Regions from separate parts of the Rattus norvegicus genome. Here region 2 is linked to region 1. A link is a contact called in public Hi-C data. All regions are on one chromosome and are shown on one strand. The core of a region is the stretch at or near the end of the contact, and the rest is flanking DNA. Distances in the headings are between cores, read along the strand shown.

Region 1 (5,211 bases), core at 2,619-5,118:
GGGGGTTTGACCGATGCTATCCAAGTGCCAAGTTGGAAAGGATTGAGAAGTAAGAACCAGATCTAGACACCATCCTCCCGTTTCCCAGAAAGGTAGAACAGGGTTAGGGCACAGGTGAGAAAATTACCATGTACCAGGATATGGCATCGTTGCCAATTCTTACCTAAGACTTAATGAGGCTTCAGACACACCCAAAGCAAAGCACATTCCCAAGCACCTCCCATTTTTAAGGGACTTCACCAAGAACCCTTCAGGTCCTGTAGGCGATAGCTGCAAATATCTTGCTATGACTTTACCAACTCCCTATATTACTGGAAGTGCAATAGTAAAGTCTTGTGGTTTTGCCAAACGTCCTGTCCTGGTGGTGGCAGTGGTGGGGCGAGCATTTGGGGAGGGAGGGGGTACGAAAATCCAAACTGAAGAGGATTTGCTTTGAAGTGTTCAAAACGGGATGGAGGGAAAACAGCTCTTCAACTCTTCAGGATCTTTCACTAGTGCCTGGCTCTGAGGCTAAAGGCTGTCCTGCTTCTGTCATTGCTTCTCTTGGGTCTTGTAGACATTAAATTCAAATATTCTTCTGAAGTCAAAGAAAAGCAGGTAATTCATTCACTCTTCTCAGGATCAGTTCCCTATCCTCCTTCACACCCTTCTCTGGGTAATTAAAATGCCTAGGAGGGGTAAAGGGAGTGGATTGAGTTGAAAGATAAGCCAGAAGATTTAAAAACCCAAATGAAATTCCTGAGGGGTGGGAAGGGTGGGGGTGGGGCTGACAACCAGGGCGGTCTGGGGGAAGGGGAGGGATATCTGAAGCACAGGAGTCCAGGGATGAAGAGCTTAGACCGAAGGGAAAGAAAGGGTGAGCCCGGGGGCCAATTGAATTAATGCCAATGAGAAGGAGGTCCATCCAACCTCTGGCTTCCTACCCTGCTGGGGTTGGGGCGGCTTACCAGAGTCGCTGCTGGTGGTGGGCGGTGTCTCTTCATGCAGCACTAGGGGCTCAGGGGTGGCCCGTGGGGAGGACTCGGAGGACAGCAGCGAGTCCGAGGAAGAAGAGAAGGCCGTGGAATCGGACGAGGTACAGGATTTGGGCGAGCTGCTGTCGTTGAGCGGGTAGGGGAAGACCACTGAGGGGTCGATGCACTCGGACGCTGCGGCGGTGAGGTCCTGCAGGTACAGGCTGGAGGTGGAGCAGACGCTGTGCCCGCGGGCGGGGCTCAGGCTGGTGCTGTCTTTGCGCGCAGCCTGGTAAGAGGCCAGCTTCTCGGAGACCAGTTTGGCAGCGGCCGAGAAGCCGCTCCACATACAGTCCTGGATGATGATGTTCTTGATGAAGGTCTCATCGTCAGGATCGCAGATGAAGCTCTGATTCACCATGTCTCCTCCAAGTAGCTCGGTCATCATCTCCAGCTGATCGGCGGTGGAGAAGTTGCCACCGCCACCGTCATCGTCCTCCCTTGGGGAGAAGGACGTAGCGACCGCAACATAGGACGGAGAGCAGAGCCCGGAGCGGCGGCTGGGGGACAGGGGCGGGGTGGGCAGCAGCTCGAATTTCTTCCAGATATCCTCACTGGGTGCGGGCGGCTGCAGCTCGCTCTGCTGTTGCTGGTGATAGAAATTCTCTTCCTCGTCGCAGATGAAATAGGGCTGCACCGAGTCGTAGTCGAGGTCATAGTTCCTGTTAGCGAAGCTCACGTTGAGGGGCATCGTCGTGACTGTCTGTTGGAGGGGGCACAGCAAGGGAAGCAAGTCTAGAGTTACCCAGCTCTGGTTGATGCGGAAACCTGGCGCAGCGCGTACCCCAATCCTGAACCACTCCCCTTTCAGCCTGCTGTACTTCCAAGTGTGTGTGTGTGTGTGTGTGTGTGTGTGTGTGTGTGTGTGTGTGTGTGTGTGTGTGGTTGGGGGGAATGCACTCTTTTACTCCCTACTATCAGTGACGCTGGTCGGACTAGCAGCTGCTCCGAGTCCCCGCCTCCTTAGAGCAGGGACTTAGCACTGCAGACGCCCAGGAATCGCCATCGGCCTTGGCCTCCTTCAGAGGCTGAGGGAGGCGACTGTAGGGAATACAGTCTGCCAAAAGCCTAGGCGCAAAGTTTTGCGCCACCTGAAGGAGAAAGGCGAGAGGCGCCGCGGTGCTCGGCCCCCTCCGGTGCCGGCTCTTTGCGCCGCCGACCGGGTCCGGGTCCCTACTCGCGCCGTCGCCCGGCTCTTACCCAGCCGGCGCCGCCGCCCCTCTCCGCCCTCCTCTTTCTCCACCCCCAGCGCGCCCCCCTTCCTTCCTTTGCCGGCTTTTCTTTCCTATTGCTGACTTGGAGGGGAGAGCTCAGTCTCAGGCTCTAACAAGCCTCTCCAAAGGGGAGGGGGTGTCAAATAATAAGAGACACCTCCCTGCTACACTCTAAACCGCGACGCCACTGCGCCAGAGACCCCACAGCGATTCAGCACCCGGTGCAGGGCGTCTTCCCTCTCCCCGCCGAGGGTAGCAGCTGTTACCGAACAGCTCAGATCAAGACTCACCGCAGTCTCCCTAGCAATTCAGGGGCGCGGGGAATACCCGCGGATCCCAACCAGGAATGTGAGGATTCCCTCTGGTTTTCCCCAAGTCAACGAATCGGTCACATCCCTGCCCCAGTTTTGCCTCTCCTCAGTGCGCTAGTCCAACACCAAGTCCTAATACCGCGGAGGGTTAGGCTTAAATTTTACTATGATCACTATTTTTAAAGCCCAATGGCAACTTCTTAAAAGGATCAGGGACCGGTTGCAATCGCCGCCGGGGATTGGCGGGCGGGACGCACCCCCGAGTTGGTCTCAGGCTGTCAGAAATGCACCAAGCCGAAATTTAAATGCCCTCCCAAAGACTGGGAAGTCAGAGGCTACGGAGCCTTCTCGCTTTTTGCGGAGAACACGCAAAAGGTAATCCCTTTCCCAAAGACCTCAGGATACGAAGGGCTTCCTTTGGCCACCGCGAAGAGACCTCCGGCTTTGACACCCCCCCCCCCAAAGGACATAAATATCAATTAATGTAGCACAGCAAGAATGTCCAACCGGCCCGGGTCAGCGTCAGCCCACGGTAACCTCTGGAAGACAGTTTCAAAATGCACCCCGGTTTTTTCCTTCCCCTTTCCTGTCATCTTGACAAGTCGTTCTACCCCGACTCAGATCCACCTCAACTCCGCCCCGGCCTACCCCAACTACTCTGAGTAAAGTGTCAAAAGCACAGAAATTGAATAAAGACTGTTCTAACCGGTCGCTACACTCAGGACGTAGAGAAAACAGTAGAAGACCAACAGATCTGTGCTTACCGGGTTTTCCACCTCCCAAAGGAAATTCAGGCTTCAAATAACGCGAGGAGCTCTTTTCAGGGGAGCCGATCGCGGGCAGAGGCAGAGAACACTGTCCCCAAATAGACAAAAATTCCCTCCCCTGCGCCTGGGGAGTCCTGTCCTGGCTCGCAGATTGTAAGTTCCAGTGAGAAGTGTCTGCCCGTTGCAATGGGCAAAGTTTCCCAGAGGCGGCGAGGGTTGCGACCGCTGATGTTGGGTCAGCGGGAGGATTGGGTCGAGGAGGCAGCAAGCCTGGAGGCAAAGCCCTTCTCACTCCAGAGCTGCCTTCCTAGGAAGCCCGGAGTGGGGCTCTGCACACTGGGCTCTTCCAACCCGCCCGCTCACTCCCTCTGTCTCTCGCTGGAATTACTACAGCGAGTCAGAAAAAAAACGCCCGAAAAGCTTCTTTTATACTGCGACTCCGGATCCCTCCCCTCGCTTCTTTTTCCCGCCAAGCCTCGGCGAAGCCCTGCCCTTTTGGAGGCAGGAGGCGAGCGGAGTGGGCGCGGCGGAGGCGGCAGCGGAGAGCAGCGCAGCCCGGGGGTCCTTAGCCGTGCAGACCCCCGGATTATAAAGGGCGGGTGGGCGGGGATTAGCCAGAGAATCTCTTTCTCCCTCCCCTCCCGACCTCTATTTTTTTCCTCCTCTCGCTCCCCCGCCCTCTGCTTTGGGAACTCGGGAGGGGCACTAGTGGGGAGCCGGGGAAAGAGGAGGAGCCTCAGTCCCGCAGCCCAGTACTCCGACTCGGGGTGTAAACAGTAATAGCGCAGCATGAATTAACTGCGCGCCCGACCATTTTCTCCTGCTCGCGCGTCGGTCCTTTCCCTTTCTGTACAGTTGTTCGGGCGCAGCGCTCGGCTGAACTGTGTTCTTGTCCTGCGTGTATTAGTCACCGCAGGTGGAACAGCTGCCTCGCTCCACACAATACGCCGTGTACCCTGAGCCGCGTCACGCACGTCTCGGGCGGCCAGTCGTCTCTCTAAGGTCGGGGAAACAGAATTTAAAAAGGGAAGGACGAAAAAAAAAAAAAGAGTTATGTAGGAGCCCTTGCTCAGTGTGGAGTGATAGTTGAAGACCTACGACAGATGAGGTCTGAGCAGAAAAACGATGCCTGGAATCATTAAAATTGCTCAGCAACTCAATGCCACGTATACTTGGAGAGCCACTTAGGAATAAACAGCCACTGCATCTCTCGGGGAGGGCAGTGTGTATTTTGCGTTTGGGCGTACAGCTATGTTGACTGGGCACATTCTTTACAGAATGAATCCCCCAATTTGCTGCCAGAAAGGCCCTCCACTCCAACACCTCCCGTTCGGACCTTCCACCAGGCGGGGTGGGGTGGAGGCGGCTCCTTGCCCCGTAGGTCTTTCTGCGCGTTCCAGAGCTGGAGTAGAGTAGGACTGCGGCGGTGGGCGCGCTCTACCCGGATCCTCCCGGTCGAGTCTCTGCCAGTCTACACCCCATGCACCTCCACTCAGAGTTCCAGTTCCACAGCCAGTTTTCACTAAAGGCAAATCCTCTTTGCCCCTGTGGAGCCAGTTTGCACCAGACTCCGGCTTAGAGGTTGGGGGTGGGGGGGGGCGGGAATCAAGGCGCTAGACGCGAGAATATGCCATGGATTGGGGGTTGGGGGAAACCCGGACTTCCCAGAAAGGGGGAGGAGTAGAATTGCCAACCCAGATCTGGGGAGCCTGCGGAGACCCTAGAATAAAGGAAACCGTTAACCCCTTCCTCTCAGGACAAACCCCAAACTTTCCCCTTTTATTACTGGAATCGTAATTATGCACTTAAAAAAAGGTCGGCCCGGGTCAGATCAAAGTAACGTTGTGTCTTTGCCTTCGTATGTGTGTGTTAAACTAATTAAAAGCCGACTCTAATTTTTACACTA
Region 2 (5,620 bases), core at 40-2,539, 240 kb before region 1:
TGTGGGTGGAAAGCAGGTACCCCAAGTAATTCTGTTGCTCCATGCAGCATTCATGAACAGATGCCTGAAGCAGAGTGTGTGTACCCCTGAGCGATATGAGCAGGGAGACCCAATAAGTCAGTGGATCACAGAAGATTCAGAGATCCCCTCAGCTTAATACAGCAAATGAGAACCTAGCTTCTCAACACCTCCTTGCTCTTTTTCATGATCTCTATCCAGCAAATGACATCTCTACCAATATGGACTTGCAGGTTGGTGGGAAATTGCTGTAATGGAGATTACAGATACCCTAGACATAGTGGATGGGTGATATGCCAGACAGATTTACAGGGGGTCCATCATCTCTCTCTTATAGGACTTTAATAGACCAGGTAATTTGTGTGGTACTATCTGCCTCCTGGCCTTGTAAAGTTCAAGAGGTATCACTGATATCCCCGTTATATAGATCACTGAAACCATTCTAACAACCAAACCTCCATGGCATAAACACTAGGTTGATGTCCACACATCAAGGCAGTCAGGCAGACAGCTTGAATGGGCTTTTACTAGGCTTACTCAGAGCTGTAGTCTAGGCTGCTGTCAAATGAGATAGAGTACCCCAGCTGTACTGTGCTTCATTGATCACAATTTTAGAGTTGAGGGGGTCACTCTAGATCAGCCTGTTTTACGTGAGACAGAGGCATTGGAAGCTCTTTTTCAAAGTTCATCTGGCAAAATGTCTGCTAAGAGCTCAGTGAGCAAAGTTCGACCATGTGGTTGGGACCGGCAGAAGATAACAGGGAGAGATAATCATTGGCGCCATTCCTGCATCCACCTAGCTGAGCTGCTTTGCAAATAGACAAAGGAGAATAAAACTACTTTTAAAAAAGTAACAGAACTCAATTTCCAAGTTGGGATTTGAACCTAGATATGTTTTTGTTGTTGTTTTCTCCGTGTGACTTTTGTTTGGTTGGTTCTGGATTTGGTTGGTTTGTTTGCTGTCGTTGCTGTTTTGGGTATTCTGCTTTTGTCATTGCTGTTAGTTTGGGGTGCTACCGATGAAACCCCAAGACTTTGTGTGTACTAAACATACAACTTAGAATTGAAGTAAAAACTTCCGGTCCCGACCTCAGCTATTTGATCTGTATGGAGTACGTCTTGTGCTTGTTGCCATTACAGTGTGGTCACAGAGGAGAGGAAAACTAGAAACATGAACATGTTATCAAGCTAAGACTTTACGAGGGAACTGTTAGGTTTGGATGGCCCGAGTGTTGAGCAACTGTGGAAGTGCTCTCCCCTGGCTCGGGTTGAAAGCTAACACACCTTTCCATTGACAGCTCCGGTTGCCCATCCGGTCTGGAAGCAAATATCACCACACTAAGTAGCTGGAATGAGCCAAAAACACAACCTGAGAGAGTGGGGAGGAATTAAACAGCTCCAGAGGGAGGAATGCAACCTACCCTGTGTCTCCAAGCTCCATAAAGCCAGGGTAAAGTTCAAGCAAAGACTCTATGCTAATTGATCCATTTCCACCCACTTCCCGCCCCCAAATGTCCTGCTTTTCCCAGGGATAGAGACTGCACAGCACGTAGGAAACACTTCACACAGTCTGCGGTGCTGCCAAGCAGTGCTGAGAGAGAAGGGGCCAAGGCAAGAATCAGAGCTGACAGCCAGCGTCTGACTCAAAGGTTCTGGGCCAGTGCGCAGCAACTGACATATCAATAAGTTCCCCAGGTGACTCCAATACAGGTGTTTCTCAGGTCACACTGGGGAGCCAACAAAGAGGAAGGAATGCAGAAATCAAACCACTATTGCCCCACAAAGCTGAAGCCGGCCTCACAGCTATCAGGTGTTCATGTTCCCATGGGGGAAAGCAGAGACACGTGCGCACGACAGGACAGCAAAAAGGTCGGTAACGATAGTAACTATCAACCTATACGTAGTTCACACCAAACCATACGTCACTCTCTGGGCGCCCATATCCTCATCTGAACTGCACAGTGATTTTGAGGCAGGGAAGATATTTGTGCAGCATTTTTTAGGTGAGTACAGCAGAAAGAGAAAGAGAGAGCACGGGGAAGTCTCAGTATATGAAGGTCTGAATCTAAGACGTTGTGGGGTCCAGGCGCAGAGGCTCTAAGCCCAGGGCCCGGGTATTTTAGGGGAAGTGTTAAATCTGCATGGAACGTTATTATCTGCTGTGGAAAACTGGAGTTTACACTGTTGCACTCTTTGATTCTTTTGGAATTGTATTTTTAATTCTCATAATAACTGGGTACTTAAGGAATTCAGTATGGTTTTTCAGTGAATGTATATAGTATATAATAACCAAATAAAAGCAATTTACTCACCCCAAATATTTATGTTATAAGAACATTTCAAATCCCATCTTCCAGCTGTTTTGAAGTAAGCCTGCCTTTTTTTTAATTGTTGCCCATAGTTGCCATTTTAATTAACACAGACTGTTTGATAAGCCACTTGCAAATTCTGCTTTAGATTAATGCCACATTTGTGAGCCTGCTGTTTCCAGTTGTATTCTGAAAAAGTCAGTAAAGTCAATCTTTGCCCAATGTCATGGACAAACCCCTTTTCACTTTCTCCTCCTTTCTCACCCAGATTTCCTTAACCCTTTCTACCAAGTCACTCTCCAAGGACACTGTCATTAAGGAAGTGGCCCTGCTCCTCAGCGCCTCTTTCCCCAAATTCCCCACAAACCTCTTTTGGGAGATTAAGGGGCTTGCTCAGAGGCTGTTGTGAAGCCCAGCCCTGTGCTTGAATTTCAGCCTGTCTGCTGTGGCATTCCCGCACACTCGATACCTCACAGATGTGATTCATTCCCTTAGTGTCATAACTCTTGGGGATTCAAAGAAGAAGAAGAAAAAAAAAGTCAACAGCCAGCTGAAAACTGCTACAGCCATCTTTTCTTAAGGAAAAGGAACTTCCTGAGTAATTATTAAAATTGATGCTGGGGGGGTAGGGGGGTGGAGAGCTAGAGAATGGGAAATATGCTGCTTCCCAGCAGAGGGGGTGTCAGGGCCAAGGACATGACGTGCTCTCAAAGCACTATCCAGGGCAGGGAAAGGCTGGCCTGTCACTCTGTGTGCAGGGTTGCTGGGGCCACGCACTGGCTCCTGATCTGTAGATGTTCATTGTGGACGTGGCTTCTGAGAACAGGATTGGGCCTCCATCCAGCAGCCTCAGGACAGACTCTGGCAAGACGCCTTAGGATGTAATATGGAAAGATATTTTCCCCTCCCGACTTCGTGTCTCCTCAGCGTGGCAAAATAGAAAGAAAATGGACTGTGCTGTTGCAAAGGAAGATGAAAACTCACACATGGAAAACCCACAGACAAAGTTTTAAATTGCAAAGGAAATATGCTCATTTGCAGTGCAGGCCTGTGGAAGGATCTCAAGGTAGACTCTGCTTCTGTCTTCTGGTGCTGAGATAGGAGGTCTCGGAGCGGCGATCAGAAGGCAGAACATCCTATAGAACATGCTGACAGCATATTGAGGTGGGGACTTCTCAGGGCTCAGTGGGATTTACTGAGAATTCGTGGCTTACATTGGTTCACTTAACGTATACACAGTTATGCTTTCTCCCCTATTCATTCCACCTCTGAGGTTATGTCATGTAAAGAATGAAGTCTTTCAAAACCCTGTGGACATGCAAAGCATTAAAAATGGTACTAATGCAATGATAGTGACTTTTACCCAGAGTCACAAGCTTTTCTTACGTCTGATGAATGAACTGACACAGGGACTGGGAAACACAGCTTAATGGAAACATGGCTGTGGATTCTAGAGCCAATGAGCCTGGGTTTGAGCTTGGGCTCTATTATTAACATATGCAGCCTACAGTAAGCCACATTGTGTCAGTTTTCCATCTAGGTGACAAGAAGGACCTAAGAAAACCAACAGCAGCTCCTTTTGGCTCACAGTTTCAGAGGAGTCAGTCTGTGCTTATTTGGCATGGCGACTTTTGAGCCTACAGTAAAGCAGAACTATGTTCCTCTATGGAGAAACACAGGCAGGGGAGGTATTCACCACAAGGCCAGGAGACAATGACAGGAAATAAGGAAGAAGAAAAGAGAGGAAGTAAGACACCATCGACAAAATACAACCATCAAAGCCACAGCTCCTCCAAGGAGACTTCACCTCCTAAATTGTCCATCACCTCCCAATACCTATTAAGGTGTGAGCCAATCACTAAGTTAATCCACCCAGAAGGTCAGAGCCTTAATGATCCCATTACCAAAGATCCCATCTCTAAATATCACTGGATTCAGTCTAAGCCTTTATTTTTTGAGCTTATGGGGAAGCATTACAGATCGAAACCATAACACACATTAACCTGGCTGTGCCCCAAGTTCTTCATTCACAAAATGTAGACACTACTCTTCTAACTGTACAGCACTGATTGCACAGCAAAGATTGATAGAGCTACCACGCAGTGCATTCCATGTGTATCAGTACTGTCCTAATGGTAATAGAATAGCAATACTCTACAGGATGTAGTAAAATATCAGCCAATATTTGGCCCATATTCAAACTCACTGAAAGCAACTCTTACAGAGTGCTAAAAATACTGGTCCTTGGGGGCATCCACTTTAAAGTAAGGCAAAAGCAACCCACTGAATGCTTAGTTGAAAGCTATCACACCAAGTGGTTGTAGACTCTATGCATATTCCACCCAAAGTGGCTGATTTCATTCTCAGGTTTTCAACATTACATGCCCCTTTACTTTGTCTAACAAATAGCTAGTGGAAGACCGTAACTTGTCAGGGCTGCCAGGGTCCAGGCTTTGTTCTCAGCAGCCCTGGCAATATTCTCAGCCTTTGAGAATCTCTGTTCATTTTGTATTTTGTGCAGCTACCAACACACACACATTTATTATGCCATTTTCTTATGTTTCTATACGTTTCTCGGCTGAGGTGCCAAAGCTGACTTTAAGGGATAGGTAGACTTAGCTTTATCAGGAGGTTTGGGGAAGAAATCTCTGAGCTGATTCATGTTGTTGCCCAGCTCTATTGCCTGCAGTAGCAAGATACAGGCCCCAATGTCTCAGATAGCTCTTGGTGGCCAGTGACCCTTAGGAACCAGTAGCCTCTCTCCAATCCATGCATGTTAGTACTCTCATTAAGGAGCCAAGCAAAGTTCACCAAATCCTTCTTGCCCCTGAATCTCTTAGGTCTTCCTTCACACTTTCTGATTTCAATAGAGCAAACTCTCTGCTACCGAGCATCTAAACCTGTGGGTTGTGATTGTTTTGGATCCTGATACCATGCATAGTAGATATTTAACATTATGGTTCATAACATGAGCACAATTAGAGTTATGAAGTACCAACAAGAGCCATTCTATGGTTGGGTGTTGCCTCATCACGAGGAATTGTATTAAAGGGTCATAGCATTGGGAAGATTGAGAACGACTGGTCTAAGAGATTAGATTGGGTACCACATGCTGAACTTAGGATAACTCTTAAGCTAACATGATTAGAAATCTTAATGATGCATACAAAGTCCTATTGGGTATATAGTATGTTTTACTCATAAGCTTAAAACACTAGAAAGGGGAGGGCTCTTTCTGCTTCCCAGAAGATCCCTGCTTCTTGACAAGAAACAAGCAGGTGCTGTACAATAGT

Evidence for each region. A called contact is a pair of places that touch in the nucleus more often than the background predicts.
Region 2: a Hi-C map of kidney shows a contact between it and region 1, with 5 times the contacts expected there. The contact joins the enhancer-like site here to the promoter of Myc in region 1. A contact is called at or near these places in 6 of 12 Hi-C or Micro-C datasets (Schwann cells, kidney, liver and 2 more) and 1 of 1 datasets of contacts at active chromatin or transcription factors (oligodendrocytes).

What each region holds. Positions count from the first base shown.
Region 1 is chr7:95,481,762-95,486,972 of GRCr8, reverse strand. Myc (MYC proto-oncogene, bHLH transcription factor) reads right to left here and starts at 3,868. Exons shown (of 3, transcript NM_012603.2): 1 at 3,303-3,868; 2 at 948-1,716. The coding sequence starts at 3,332.
Region 2 is chr7:95,718,505-95,724,124 of GRCr8, reverse strand. The region is part of intron 3 of Pvt1 (Pvt1 oncogene); the gene reads right to left. Among named protein-coding and RNA genes, the nearest start is that of Pvt1, 180 kb to the right of the region's middle. Within about 2 kb of position 1,289, at least 14 of the 93 cell types and tissues checked have an H3K27ac peak or open chromatin away from gene starts, as enhancers often do. A contact at or near this core is called in kidney and liver, where this site is marked.